Regions from separate parts of the Mus musculus genome. Here region 2 is linked to region 1. Evidence: chromatin contacts called from public Hi-C data. All regions are on one chromosome and are shown on one strand. Each heading gives the region's core, a stretch centred on a gene start, on an enhancer-like site or on the middle of the called end of the contact. The rest is flanking DNA. Distances are from core to core; before and after follow the strand shown.

Region 1 (7,692 bases), core at 1,552-4,051:
TTCTTCCTAAACAGTTCCACCAACTGAAAACTAAGTATTCAAACATGAGTTTATAGGGGTCATTCTCATTCAAACCACCACAGTGGCTGTTCCAATCTTTGAAGTCTAGCTTTGTCTGGGAATATCCACTAACAGTAAACCTGTATAGAATATCTAGGCAGACTTGTTGTTATGGTCCTTAAGTCTATGAATTCCATAGCCATTTTATTGCTGGGAGGTGTCTTAAGCCTAGGACCATTGCAGCCAGCACAAATGTAAATTGAAATTCCAGCCTTACCTTCTAAGGACTGCCTATGACTGAGAGTTAGTTACTCAAAACCTAAAGTTGCTATCTCCAGCCAGAAATAATACAGGCTGGAATGGGAGTCCATCTCACAGGGCCTAGAGCCTCTCAACTATAGCAGATTTTGTTCATAGGCACGCCCCTAATGCCGGGGCCTTTGAAGCTGCCTAGTGCTGAGTCTTACTGAGACCAATTCAGTCCTATAGACCAATAGAAATGTCTACATCTACCTCCTTCTCTTACCCCAACCAAATGTTCTCTAGATACTGATCTACCACAGGTTAGTGAAAGAGTGACACTGGCTGTGTAAAGCTGCCACCCTGCCTTCTTCAGTGGGTGAGGGGAGTGGTATATGCACATGTATATGTGCCATTGAGTGTGTACATAGAGAAGATTGGGGAGGACATCAAGTGAGAGTTTGATTATAAGAATTTGGGTACCTTACCAATAGCTACGCCACACACACACATACACACACACATACACTCACACACACACACACACACACACACACACACACACACACAACGTCTCTTTCTCTTCCATCAATCATTAATTGCATGTACACCAAGAGGAGCAGAGCCCCATGACAGGGTACTGACAGACTTGATTTTGTATAGCCTTTGTGCAGGAGACCAGAGCTGCTCTGAGATTGAAGACAACAGCCACATAATGTCCAGAAATCAGTATTCTGTCTTTCTCCCCATTCCCTCCAGCTCTTATGTTCTTTCTGATGCTCCCTGAGCCTTGAGGAGGAGGTAATAAAGATGTCCCCTTTATGGCCAGGCACTCAACAGCCATTTGTTTTCTGCACTTTGACCAGCTATGGGTCTCTGCAGTGACTGCCAACCATTGCAAACAGAAGCTTGTCTGCCTGGAGTTGACAGCAGGTTTTAAATTTTTTAGTAAGGTTAAAATGTTGCTGGCAGTGAGTGTTGGGGGCAGGGGTCTCAGGAGCAATAGAGAGGCATAAATGTTCTCACCCCAGAGACAAGATTCAGCTCTGAGACAAAGGAATTAGAAAATAGTTTTAATTCAGGAGCAAGATGTCGACAGAGTCTTGTCTTATGGAAAAGCTCAATAAGACAGAAATAATTCATCAACTATGGTGGATAAGGGGAAGAATTTCCAGGATTAGTCTGTGTGCTCCCAACATAGAGTCTACTCCTTTTCTGTTCCTGTGAGGAGTGTTCAAATGTGCCATAGATACATAGTGGGAAATGTCAATTATGAAAACCTAATTGTACAGAAATGTTAAAACAAGCAAAGGACACTTAGCATACATCTTGACATTGGTCCCAACTGGTTTCACAAACATCCTGGCTTTTTTGTTTGTTTGGTTTTTTTTTCTCTTGTTACTGGACTCTAAAGTTCATATTGCTTACTATTTTAAAAGAGAGAGACAGAGAAACAGGGAAAAAGATAGAGGTAGAGAGACAAGGAAAGACAGAGAGATTGTTAGAAAGAAACAGATTCAAAGCCAGCTTTGAGGAAAGCTGAGGAGATTCTCTGACTCAAATCTGCCTCATTGGTTTAGTGTGGTTTTATGGAGGACAGAGAGAATGTCCAGAGAGGCAGTGGGCAGAGGTCCATGCTCTGGGCAGGGTCTTCATCATTCAGATATATGCCTGCTTCCCTCGTCTCTGCTGGGAATCACACAATGAATTTGGCTATCTTGCAGCTAGTGAATGAGAACCTCTAAAGTCTTCTTTTCAGCCGAAAGGAAGGAAAGAAAGAAAGAAAGAAAGAAAGAAAGAGAGAGAGAGAGAGAGAGAGAGAGAGAGAGAGAGGGAGAGAGAGAGAGAGAGAGAGAGAGAGAGAGAGAGAGAGGGAGAGAGAGAGAGAGAGAGAGAGGGAGGAAGAAAGAAAGAAAGAAAGAAAGAAAGAAAGAAAGAAAGAGAGAGAGAGAGAGAGAGAGAGAGAGAGAGAGAGAGAGAAAGAGAGAGAGAGAGAGAGAGAGAAAGAAAGAGTGTGCTGGTGAGCTCTTTATCAACATGACACAACTGGATTCGTTGGAGAGAACATTAATTGAGGAAATGTCTCCATCTGGTGGTGTATCTGTAGGGCTTCTTCTTAATTAACGATTAATATGAAAGAGCCCACTGTAGATGTCACCACACATGGGCACGTGGTCCTGGATTGAATAAGAAAGCAGGCAGATCAAGCCATGGGCAACAATCCAGTAAGCAGTGGTCCTTTATGGTTCCCACCTCTGTTTCTGTCTGAGTTCCTGCCCTGATTTCCCTCAACAGAAGACGGTGAACAGGGGGACCTGTAAGCCAAATAAACCTGCCTTTCACAAGACGTCTTTGAGTGTGGTGCTTATCACAGCAAAAGGAAAGCAAACTAATATTATACGGGGCAGTTTTCATGATGTCCTGATTTAATGCAGCTCTGCCTAATCATCAGCTTCTAGCTGCTATGCGATTTGCTTTGCTCTCTGCTATACAACATGACTCAAAATATGCCAGGTGAAGGTATTAATACTTTAATGCCCTTCCAGTGCTTGCAACAGCACATAGATCCTACTGCAGTTTTTCTGCTGTCTGAGGCATGTCTCAGGCAACCACCATTGCAGACGTTCATCCTTAACAACGTCATGTCTCAGAACGCAAGCAAGTAGAAAGCCAGAAGAGGCTTAATCTGCTCATCCACTTGTTCCACCAGACTTGATAACAGTAGCCAGTTTCAAAGTGGATTTGATAGAAGGACCTGGGTAGAGGGGCATTTTCTCTCTCTCCTCTAGAAGTCTTTGTGACTTTCCGACTGCCACTCATGGCTTCAAGTTAGCTCTAGTCTCAAAGGATTTTAAAAATCCGCTGGTTTCAAATTCAATCAAGGTCGATGAGCTGCTGAGCTGCTGGCTCCCACTGCCCCTCCCTCCTCCGACCATGCAGTGCCCGGCTTCTGAGAGGGCCAGTGGGAAGCAGCTTTGTGATTTGCATAGCAAATTATCATCCCATTGGCTTCCATTATGAGATCCAAGACAGATTCCAATAGAAAATTCCAGTCCTGGCAATGTGATTCAAATCATCCCTTAGGAATGCTAATTATCGTTCAGAATGCCATCCTGCCTGTGCCAGTGTACCACCTAGTTACATTTAATTCTTCTCCATAGAACACCTGCAAGAAATTAGCCAAATAGGTAATTCATCCACAGAAGAAGATCTTTATGTAGATATTTAAAGGGGAAGCATCAGGTTAAATTCCACTACAGTAGGAATCCCAACTACAGTGTCAGGATCACAAGCTGACACTCTCACTCAGTCTTTGAGCACTCATGTTTTACATACGAATTGAGACTCTCTGTCTCATTAGGGGTAAGGACACCAGAGTAAGAAGGTTGGGTCAGCAATGCTCTTAATGAGTGGCCCAGTTCGTTCATCAGAACTCAGAGGGCAAAAGATGGGAAATGAGTCTGCTGCTGCTGCTGCTGCTGCTGCTGCTGCTGCTGCTGCTGCTGTTGTGGTTTTTGACTAAATAACATTGGGAGTAGATGCTTATGCTCTACTGGTGACAGGGTTATTAACAATTTAAAATACAAGCCATCTTGTTACGAGTAAGCAAATGTTTGTTGACTTTTGTCTGGCTAATTGTCAGCAAAGTGGTTCTAAGTGCCACTTTCCTGATTAGGAGGGTGTTTATCTGAGTTGATGGACTCCGCAGGGGGTCTCTGCAATTACTTCTGAGATTGCAGGCAGTGTGCCTGGCTGCCTGTGCTGGGCAAGACGTCAGATGTGAAACTGGGACTCCTGTCCAAATGGGAATAAATGAAGGTGACGGGTGCACACAGATGTGCACACAGAGCCAAATGCGTCGCCATCTTGGAAATCACGAGAGGTTCTTAGTCCCTTAGTTAATACCCCTGTGGTGACTGTGGCTGACCACAAGAAAGCACGACAATCGAGCCACTGGATTATCTACAAAATCATGAAAAATCAATAAATAGAATCTAACAAATTTTGTCCCCTTAACGAAGAGGGAGAACGTCTAGAGAGATACCCCAATCTCACAATAAACTTGCTTTTTTTTTTTTAATCTTGAGCAAAATGCTATCTCTCAGTGATTCCTTGATCTATTTAGTTTATAAAAAAACATTTTAATTAACAAAAATTATATGTATGGAAGATATTAAGTGCAGTTTTGTGTGCATGTGTCTATTCCCGGGACTCTCGAGATGGGGAGGTAGGACGATTATTTGAGCTCAGGAATTTGAGGCCAGACTGCATGATACTATTTCAAAAGAAGAAATACAGGAAGGAAAGGAAAACAAAGGAAAGGAAAGGAAAGGAAAGGAGGGAGGGAGGGAGGGAGGGAGGGAGGGAGGGAACAAGGGAGGAAAGTCTGTTACAGCATTGTGTATCTCAGGCAGCACAGGCATGCCCAAGACTGTGTGATGTTCACCACCGTCCAGTCACTTACACACCCATCACACCCACAGTCACTGTCTGTTGTTAGGGTCCAAGAATCACTGAAGGAAGACCCCAGACTCAAATTCAAAGGCAAAGCACATTTTTTTCTGTAGAAATTGCCAGCGCACAGGGATCAACCATTTGTCAAAATGGTGACCCCCAGACAAAGGCATGCAAAGTAGAAATAGAAAAGTAGGGAAATTTTAGCTAGGGTTAGGTAACCGGAACCTTCATTGGTAGGTGGCAGAGAAGTTACATATGTCTGTTTCTGGTTGGCTGCTATGTTAGTTTTACTATATTTGCTGAGACTTTGAGGAAATTTCAGAGTCCAACTCAGCTCCTAGCTGATAGCCATCAATGATTAGCCAGCCTTCAGTTGTTCCTGCTGAGGAGTCCAGTCTGCTTCCCTGGGAACCCAAAAGTTCTCCATTCTCAAGGACTGTATGTTTTAGGGCACCTGTCAGTGTGCGAGCACAATTGGAAGATGAGGAGACCCAAAACCTGGTCTCATGTCAAATATCAAAGGCACAAGATGACATCACTAACATATTACTGTGCTGTGTGTTAGATCCTCAGAGCCCATCCATCATAAATTTTAAGTTATACTATTTGGGCAACATCTCCCTAATTTTCCCACTCCAGTCCCATCTCAAAGAAGTCACATTCCACTTTCTGTTTCTATAAATTCCGCTTTTTTTTTTTTTAGATTTCTCTATGTATGGGAGACTATGCAGTATTTCTGTGTATGACTAATTTTAATTTTACTTAGCATATATTTCCCAGGTTCATCCATGCTATAGCAAATGACACGACTTCCAATTTTAAAGGCTGAATAGCATTCACTAATGTCAACAAACACCTAGGTGGTCCTTGTATCTTGGCTGCCATAAATAATGCGTGAAGGTGTAGCTATCTCTTTTTGACATAGTGAGTCATTTCCTACCTCTCCTTCCTTCCAACGATGATGACTACCACCCCACTTCAAAGACTAGAGTTATGGTTTACATATGAAGTGTGCCCCAAGAGACTCCTGAATCAAAAGCTCCCAGCCAGTAGATCCTATCATTGATATGTAACTGGATCACGAAGACACTGATCTAACCGATATCTTAATCCATGGAAGGAGACAGACTTTGATAGGACTATTGGTAGAAACTTTCTTTGGGGCCTAGTTAAAGAACTAGGTCAACAGTGATATATTCCCCTGGGCGTCTCATCCCTATGCCCCTTGGTCACTATGAGGTCTGTCTTGCCACAGTCTTCTGTTTTGATGTTCTTTTTTGTCACAGTCCAGAATCCACAGACTGAAACCACAAACTAACCTCAAACTCTCCTCTTATAAAGTTCTTGATGTCAGATATTTTGACATAGGAACAAAACAAGTCATGGAATTGACATGTAGTCAAATGAGATGATATGAAAACAGTTGACTCGGTTTTTTTCTTAAAGCCATTGAAGGCAGTGTCATTGTGACCTCCATCGGGTGGGGGTGGGGTGGGAAAGAAAGATTAAAATAACCTGCCTGGGATTCTAAGAAGTCAGACAATAGACCTCTTCCCTTTGCTACCTCAATGCCTTCCTCCTGTGACTCTCCCGCCCCCCTTTCCTTTTTCATAGGTCCAACTCAAAGGTTCCATTTCACAAAATTTAAACTTACTTTTTTCTTTTGATTGTGCTGGTTCTTCTGTTCTTGGATGCCCAATAATTGTTGCTTGCCTGACCTCCGTTTTTGTGAGCATCATTACTCAGGGCACACTAAGTCCATTTTTCAGGGCTAACACGAGGTTGCCTTTGCAGATCCCGACTGTCGTGGGAGAGAGCTACACGTTGCGTCCCGTGGAAAGTGCTATCCACAGCTGCTTCCGAGGGGTAGGTAGCCTGGACGTCCTTAGGAGCTGGAGCAGACGTTTGAAGACTTTGCTTAAATTACGCATCACGCTGATTCCAGGACGACCTGAGTTTAGAGGCAGCCTTGCCACTAGCTTTCAGATGTCTTTAGAAAACAGACACGGAAACAGAGGGAAGAAAGGGGGCAGATTCCCCCTGAATGTGTGTTTCAGCCTCCTCTTGCTTCCCAGGTGTTGAGCTCTGGAATCAAGGAAGAGAAATTTCTGTCTTGGGCACAGTCTGAGCCTCTGGTCCTCTTGTGGCTCCCAACTTGCTACCGCCTGTCAGCCGCGGAAACAGTCACTCACCCTGTGCGGTGCAGTGTCTGCAGAACCTTCCCGATCATAGGACTGAGGTACCATCAATATCATATTTCCCAAATGGTCACTTGGCAAATGGGCCCGGTGGTGGAGTTGCATAGCCCCAGACTCTCTCTGGGATCCTTTCTATACATCTGGAATGTTCTTGCCTTTAGAAAATTAATTCCCTGTCTGAGGCGGCATGGTTGAAAATAAATGTATTTCCGATAATTAGCGAAATATTAAGTTTTATCTCTGGTTCACACTCGGCTTTTCTTCTATAGCAGTGGTTCTTCACTTCTATAGCAGTGGTCGAGATCCCTTTGGGGTCGAATATCAGATATCCTGCATATAAGATATTTACATTATGATTCATAACAGCAAAATTACAGTTATAAAGTAGCAACAAAAATACATTTATCTTTGGGGGGCGGGGAGGCGTCACAACAGCGGGGAGCTGTATTAAAGGGTTGCAGCGTATTAAGGTTGAGAACCAAGGTATAAAACAGGTGTCTTCTGCTCCAAATAAACCTTTTAAACACTTCGGAGCTACCCATAAGGATGGTTTGTTAAGTGTGAAAGAAACATTCGGCTAAGCAGTTCACAGGGATCACGTTTCTTAAAATGTGGTACAAGCTGTACAAAAGGCTACGCTATTATCTCCAACTTCCTGAAACATTAAATTCCGTGGTTAGCAGGTAGTAGAGGGGCTGGTGAGATGGCTCAGTGGCTAAGAGCACCCGACTGCTCTTTCGAAGGTTCGGAGTTCAAATCCCAGCAACCACATGGTGACTCACAACCATCCATAACA
Region 2 (7,692 bases), core at 3,674-6,173, 350 kb before region 1:
AGACAGGGTTTCTCTGTGCAATCCTGGCTGTCCTGAAACTTACTCTGTAGACCAGGCTGGCCTTGAACTCACAGAGATCTGCCTGCCTTCAGATGCTATGCCACCACACACAGAAATCAGTGTGCTTCTTAGGGCATTAAATTTAGGGTCTAGTTTTGTGCTAAGCTCCCCAGATCATTGGCTTGGTAACTATTTTCTTTTAAAATATAAATGAAAATAAGTGAATAACTCAAAATATAACTACCCTTCTTTGAATTACATTAAAATGCCCAATGGCTGTGAATACTTGAGAGATGTGGCCTCTTGCTGTTCTCTGAAGTGTCTGCTGCACCGTGTCTCTTTAGCTAATTGTTTAGCCCCTATGCCTCTCCTTGGAGCACATTTCCAATTGAATCTAAAAGCAAATGCATATGAAATTTTAATACAGACTGATTCGATGGGGTGTTACTTCAGGGCACAGTGCTCTTACAGCCTCTATGGCTTGACAGTAAGACAGATGTGTGTGCTCTGCCTCACTTTCCCTGCCTCTGAAGACACAGCTCTGAAGACATTCTCGTGGTGGGTTCACATGTATGCTGTGTGCTGTTAACTTGGGAATGGAGGATCCTCGAGTATGCAGCTGCAGTAGCAAATTCTCCTCCTTTATTCCTGCCCTATGGACAACAGTCAATGCCTGAAAAGCAAAGCATGCTGGGTGGCCCATTTTCAAAGTGGGCTCACCTTCATGCTGTGGTTTCCCCGTTGCTAGCCAGCACTATACCCACATGTGCACACAGACACACAACTCAGACTTCCAAATACTTTCCTAATCATGTTGTAGATCCTTCATGTTCTATTAAATATTAATATTTTTGCGTAAGATCTTTCCTATTTTTTTCACCTAAACTAGCCAAAACGAGGCAATTCTTTCTGTCTTACCCATCCTTACTATGGACACACATTAGTATGAGTGAGTCTATTCTTCCACACGAAAGCCTTTCAAGCACACAGATGATGAGAGGTGTTGAGATTATTAGGCGAATGAAACAGAAGCAGTGGTCGACTTTGGAGTGAAAAACAGCCAGACAGGCTACACTTTACTCATTCCTGCCGGGCCATGGGACAACCAGGGGATCAAGGGGCTGAAGTAGTCGTATTTGTTGTCAGTAAAGTCTCCCATGTGATCAAAAGAAGTATCTTCAGGAATCTAGGTCTGCAGAGCTGACCTCAAGGAACAGCTCCTGGGAAATGGGTCACTTCTAGGTAAAAAACCTTGGCAATTGCATATCCCTACCAGGCAGGTGGGCTTGATTCTGTTCTTTAGAGTGACAGCTTCCAGCACCCTGGTCTCTCCAGTAAAAAGCCAACTGGCTCTCTAGACTGTTGAGGATGATTGAGCCAATGGGGATATATTTAAAGGCATGTCACTGAGGACTCTAAACAACATCAGAGCCAAAGCAGCAATGTCGTATTTTCTGCTATTCCATGATATATTCTGTTCTTGGCATTAAGACCCCAAACTATTTTGAGACACACAGGAACTACTTGCAGACTTTCTGATAAAAGAATCTTAACTATTAGAAATGAAAAGTGTAGGTAATGTGTACATGCTCTGGTGAACTCATGGCAGAAGGTGGCCAGTGCATGATAATAATACAAAGTAATAGGCAAAGTTTAAATCTCGGCTTTGGTTCTGGGAACTTTCAATTTCTCACCTTGGGATCCTGTGTTTGCTGTTTCCTTTCTCTCTGCATTTATTCCCTTTGTTGCATTTTTCTTTCACATTCACTTTTCTGACCTCCTGTTGATATGAGGAACCAGTTTCAAGGTCCCCATTGGGCATCCCTCTCTAGGATGGTGCCAGTGCCAGGCCCATCGCCCTCAGGTGTTTTTGCATGCTCTTTTCCTCCTCTGTACAGTCACCATCTCCTAATTCAAGAGTCTCTGTTTCTCCGCAAAATTTAGGATGGTAATAAATAATGCAATTAGTGGGTCTCCAGATTTCTCATGATGCAGAGTCATCACATTGAAAAGTACATGGCAGACTCCAGCATATCTTCACATATTAAGTATTGTTATGTTATACCAGGCAGTGAGTCTGCCACTTAGAAGACATGCTGTGCAAGATGAGTCAGCCATATAGATTTCAACATTCCTTACTGCACGTAGACACTGAAGTATATATAATTATGGAGTAGTTAGCTCGTGAGTCCTAGAGAGACCGGATTATAACATGACCAAATGGAAGCCTCTTCCCTTTGGCAGTCTGTTCTACCACTGTAGGGTAGGCTTTGATTTCCATGAAATAATTCATTCTCAAGCAGAAATTAACTGTTGGGATTCAGGCAAATGGTTGCAGTGTATATTTTACACACCAAACCAGACCTGGCCTCCAGGTTCTCTGAGCATCCCTCAGGCCTTAATGTTATAGGGCGTGGCCGGCAAATACCCCGTCCTCCACCCTGAACTTTATGGTCCAGGAGCTGGGCTTCCCCTCTCCCAGACATTCTTCCCTTTATAATTCAGACATTTTGGTCTCTCCTCTCTTTCCCTCTCTGTTTTTTTTCTCTCTCTCTCTTCATGCAGCATGTTCTTCCTCTCTATCTTTTCTGCCTCCCCTCTGTCCCCCTCCTCTCGGACTCCTTCCTTGGGAGCAGTGAACCCATGGGGAAGCAGCTTCCCAATAAACCTGCCTATATATAGTTTAATTTGGCTTGAATTGGCTCCTTTCACTGATGGAAAATATCATTAATCTCAGTTTAAATATATGCAGAAGCCTACTGTGTGTGCAGTGTTTCTTGGAGTGGAAGCCAATGGCTACGCATAGCAGACTCAGCCAGCATTTGGTTTATAAGTGCTATTTTCTGTTTCATTCCAGACTTGATTTAGACCACGATGTCCAGGAGTTAGTGCCGTGGGCTAGACAAGGATGCTTTTAACAGGCTCTGACAAGTCATTCGAGAACGCCCTCGGGTCAGAGACATGGATATAGAAGGGATCAGATAGCAAAACAAAGTAATATCTTTTATTAAGCAAATAAACATTTTCCTGGTTTTATTCCGTGAAAATATGGACTTACAAAGTGCTGCAAGTGTGACTTGCAAGCTTGGTGCACCTGTTGTTGGGGCTGAATCTTCCAGGGGCCATCACAGTGAAGACATCCCCTTACCACTTACTTCAGGTGACTCCAGAAGGCAATTGTGGAAGGGAAACTATCACAGGCGTCTCCCTCTGAGGATGTGCTGAATGAGATGGAGCCTTCAGGGGCCTTTTCCTTTATACTTCTTCATTCATTTGTTCTTGAGTGTGTGTGCATGCTCACGTAAATGTGTGTGTGTGTGTGTGTGTGTGTGTGTGTGTGTGTGTGTGTGTATGTGTCCTTTGGGGAACAGTTCTCACCTGGTGTATAGGTTCTGGAACTCCAACTCAGGTCTTCGGTCTTGACAGAAGGCACCTTTATTCTGAGTCCTGTGCCCATCTCCTCTCTGTATCTTTCCTGAGCACGATCCTCTATGGGCACAGTTCCTTGGAGATAAGAGCCTTCATTTTGTTGGCTTTGAGTCAGTCATCTTGTTTGCACTTGGCAGCTGATACTCTGCGCAGAGATGTGCTCTGACAAAGCTCTAAGTGGAATGTGGAATACTGAGTACAAAGGACTCACCCTTGTTGGGGTATAAGATCACAGTTTGGGCTATCCTGGGCTACAGAGCAGCCAGTGAGACCTTATCTTCTGCCAAGTCCTATATGTTTTTAAGACTTCCTTCACCATCTGAAGAAACTTAGGACTGAGCTGAATGAAAAGGAACCTCCATGGTTTGAAGGAACCCTATGCTAGAGAGAGGTAGAATTATGTCTGTCAACAAAGCATTTTGAGTTAAGTCTAGTTCTATGTCCATATTTTATCAACTACTGTAGGGAAAGGACTGCGTGTCATAGTTGGAGAATATGGGCTTCTCCATATCCTGAGAAAGTTTCTCTAAAAATAACCTTTCTGGGAGCCCTAATAGCGAAACACAAACAGAGTGGAATTTTCGGGATTATGAAAGTTCTTTCTTAAAATGTTCATATATAGGTTTTTGCTCATCCCCTTCACCTGACCTACAAGATGGAGAAGGTGTGGGTGGCTTGGGGAACAGGAAGGGGCTGGCCATAAATCTGATCTAATTTGGAAAGGGAAGGATAAAGCAGATATACAGTAATCAATAGAGCAATGTCTTGTTCTGTGGTCAGTGCTTACTGGCCCTGCTGCTGGAATGTGATCCTCCTGTGCGGAACCCTGAGCCATTAGAGGTGACATGAGTTCACAGACTGTCCTCCCTTGTGGTTGGAATGTGTGGCTCCTCAATGCACAGACTCCTTAGTGTCCAACCAGAGAAAACCGTTGTGGATGGTTCTCTACATCTTTGCTTTTTATTCCGTTGTGCTTTCCCATAAAGAGGAAAGACGATTTCTGCCCCCCCCGCCACCCCCCCGACCCCCCCGACCCCCCCCCCTCCGCCAAAAGCCACGTTTGCAGGACGGAATGTACGAATTTGAAACATTTCCTCCTGAAAAATCCTATTGGAAGAACAAATAGGGAAAGCAAAGCCACAGAGAGAACAGGGACTTGATTGTTCCTCCACTGACTGAGCTAGCCCCATGCCTTGTCCTGCTACTGCTACTGCTACTGGGGGTGGGGGCGGGGTGGGGGCCGGCAAAGCATGCTTCCTGATCCTGGAAAGGAAATAGCATAAAAATGCTTTGACTGAAAAGTGAGAGCACTAATTGATTGTTAATGACTGCACAGCCCTAAATGTCTGGAATTTGGTTTAGATTCAATGTAATTTGACATTTGCCAACCATTATTAAGTCCCTTTGATGCTCTCCCCGTGCAGCCGTGATGAGCAGCTGATTGGCTCTGGGGGGTGGAAAATGCAACTGGCTGGGCAGGGAGTCGATGGGTGTCTGGAAGTCAGCCATCTTCCCCTGCTGCCCGGGCTCAGCAGGCTGGCTGGGCTGGGTGGCCTTCCCCACACCCTGGCGTCTCTGTTTTCACGCACTCTTCTGTAGCCATTTTGTTTGTTTGTTTGTTCTCTTGTTTTCAAAGGGGCATCTCTCTCTAGCACCTGGTCACCTGGCTCAGAGCAAGGCATCTTCTCTTCTATTATTGCTTTTCTGTGAATCAGAAGCCAACATGTCCCCTCTCAACAAAAAAGGGCACAAACCAAAAACCAACCCCCCCCCCAAAAAAAACCCCAAAAGTACTGCCACTTTATCTAGGATTCAGAGAAAGATGCAGAGGTGGGGGTGTGGAAAAGCTACTGTGGGAAAAATACTCCCTGTGGGAAGGTGAGGCTTTTCTCTCCCTTTTCCCTCCACCTCTTCCCCCCCCCCCTCCTTTTCCCCTCCTCATGCTTCCCCCTCCCTCCCTCTTTTCCCCTCCCTCCTACATTTCCTTTGTATTTCTCACAACTCCTGGGTTCCTCATCTCGTGCATAAGTAGTCAGTTCCCCCCTCCCCCCCACTTTTAATTTCTTTCCTGCCATGACCTGGCTCCCCACAGAAGCTCATAATCTTCCAGTCCCCAATTCCAGTTTCCTGAGAGAAAAAAAAAATTTTTTTTTTCCGATTGTTCAGGTTCAGAGCTATGGTTCATCCCTGGTAAGGTGCGTGTGTTCATCCTTCTAGAACTCAGGTAAGCCATAGGTAAGGCAGGAGCAAGGCAAATGTCACCCAGAGACTCTTCTATAGGGTAAAGCACAAACTACGCCCCTTTCATGGTCGTGAGGTAAACTTTAGAATATTCCATCTAGCCTTGCAGACACTTGAGCTGTGTATGCTAATAATTCGTGGTGAACTCCTACCTTCAGGGACAGCGTGCCGACTCCCCTTAGCAGAAAGATGGGTTCCTCCGCATTCATACCTGTGACATTCACCTGTGAACAGTGCTAGAGGGAAAAAAATCAGAATCATTCGCGGCAGCTCCATGAGAGCAAGAGCAGAGAACACAGTGAGAGAAAAGCCCTAATTTCATTCCAATTAGGACAAAGATAACGTGTGTAAGATATGCGACTTTTGTCACGGGTAAAACAGCCTAGTAGAAGAAAAGGATAAGAGAAGGCTCTAGATTCATTTCCCTAGCTCTCGGGCTGTGACACTGGTGAGCTGTGTGGCCTGAAGTCCATTGCTTGGCCTCTCTGGGCCTTGATCTTTCAGCAGTGCTGCAGTGGCTGCAAGTAAGGAAAATGGACAGAGTAGGAGGGAGACACCAGGCTACTTCCCCTCCTGCGCCAGATCTTTTAAACAGGATTTCCTCTTGCAGTTTGGAATTCCAAAAATATTCCAAGATTAATTTTACAAGCATTGAGGAGACTTGAGCACACACCACCTGTACTGTTCTGGCTCCTTTGAAGATGCCTGCAGGAATTCTCTAGTCTATGCAAGGGAACAAGTGGGCCGTCCTTGTATGCTTGCTGTGGTAGCATACATATCACAAACAGAAATTCTAAACACTGGGATCGGGTTTCCTAGTACGTGTGTAGTTTTCTTGTCACCTCTTTGACTGCCCTTCTGGGTGCCCAAACACAGTGCCCCCCTACTTCTCAAGAGTCTACCTTGTAGCTGGTTAGTTCACGCCTGAGATGGGCTTTTCCCAGCTTCCTTCCGGCTGTTTCTCCACTGGCTGAATTCCTCAAAAACTAATCAATGTGTTCTCAGAAAACAGAACCTGGCTAGGAATGTTTATCATTTTCTTTGCTAAGTGCTGTTTTTTTTACACGTTGGACCTCTGATTTCCTACAATTCTTGGAGAGCACTGGCAGGAAGAGGGTAGGAAACCCCGTGCCATAGAGGGACTGTGATTAAGTCGGCTTCCGTTCTCTCCTTCCTTTCTGGGCTGGAGTGAGCTGGGTGCCCTGAACCAGCGGCTCTCCCCACCCCCCACCCCACAGGAGGCCAGTGTCTTTGATGGTGTATTTTTAGACGATCTGAACAGAATGACCGCTGCGTGTCTGTCCCTCCCCAGCAGCAGGCTTTTCCATTTACTTGCTTGTTCACTGATTTGGATTTCCTTCCAAATAAAATGTAAGCAAGGCCAACGCGCTGTCGTTAGAAAACATTCCTGCCTTGAGAAGCAGCTTTCAAGGAGAAATGATGGAAATGAGAGTAAAAGGAAAGGCGTCAAGGGTTCCAAAAGCATCCCCACAGTGGTCTAAGAGGAACTTTCAGTTTTTAATGTGCATGTGTGCGCGCGTGTGTGTACATATGCATAAGCTGTGAAGACCAGAGGTCAAGGTCCGGTCTCACCTCTGTCTTTCTCTACCTTCATTTTGAAACAGTGTCTCTCACTGGGTCTGGAGCTCACCAATTGGACTGAGGTGGCTAGCTAACCAGCTCCAGGAAGCCTCAGGTCTTTGCCATCACTCCCTCCCTCCCCAGTCGCAGATGCCTGCTCTTTTAGCCGATGCTGTAGACCTAGACTCAGGTCCGCCTCACTCTTGCTAACCCTAGACCATCGGAGCTGTTTCCCCTCTAAGAGACACTTGATAGTGACTGTCACAACCTGATCACAGGTGGTAGTGTGTTTCCAACTCTGATAGCACATCTGATCTCATTGCTTTATTATCTAGATTTTAAATAATAGTTCTCATGACAGGGAACTAGGGAAACAGCCAGGATCTAAGCCTGTGTCCTTAGCACCATCTCTCCTTTGTATTGAGGACACTAGAGCCCAGG

What was found. Hi-C and Micro-C count contacts between places; a contact is called where the count stands out from the background.
Region 2: a Hi-C map of neural progenitor cells shows a contact between it and region 1, with 4 times the contacts expected there. The contact joins two enhancer-like sites. A contact is called at or near these places in 1 of 39 promoter capture datasets (neural stem cells), 1 of 15 datasets of contacts at CTCF or cohesin (the NIH/3T3 cell line), 6 of 484 Hi-C or Micro-C datasets (the AML12 cell line, the HL-1 cell line, adipose-derived mesenchymal stem cells and 3 more), 2 of 115 datasets of contacts at active chromatin or transcription factors (embryonic stem cells and oligodendrocyte precursor cells) and 1 of 9 other capture datasets (embryonic stem cells).

What each region holds. Positions count from the first base shown.
Region 1 is chr1:63,663,645-63,671,336 of GRCm38.p6, reverse strand. It overlaps Dytn (dystrotelin), which reads left to right. Exons shown (of 15, transcript NM_001081658.1): 7 at 6,493-6,564; 8 at 6,774-6,937. Among named protein-coding and RNA genes, the nearest start is that of Dytn, 19 kb to the left of the region's middle. Within about 2 kb of position 2,801, at least 30 of the 459 cell types and tissues checked have an H3K27ac peak or open chromatin away from gene starts, as enhancers often do. A contact at or near this core is called in neural progenitor cells, neural stem cells and oligodendrocyte precursor cells, where this site is marked.
Region 2 is chr1:64,018,037-64,025,728 of GRCm38.p6, reverse strand. No RefSeq gene overlaps it. Among named protein-coding and RNA genes, the nearest start is that of Mir6899, 21 kb to the left of the region's middle. Within about 2 kb of position 4,923, at least 66 of the 459 cell types and tissues checked have an H3K27ac peak or open chromatin away from gene starts, as enhancers often do. A contact at or near this core is called in neural progenitor cells, neural stem cells and oligodendrocyte precursor cells, where this site is marked.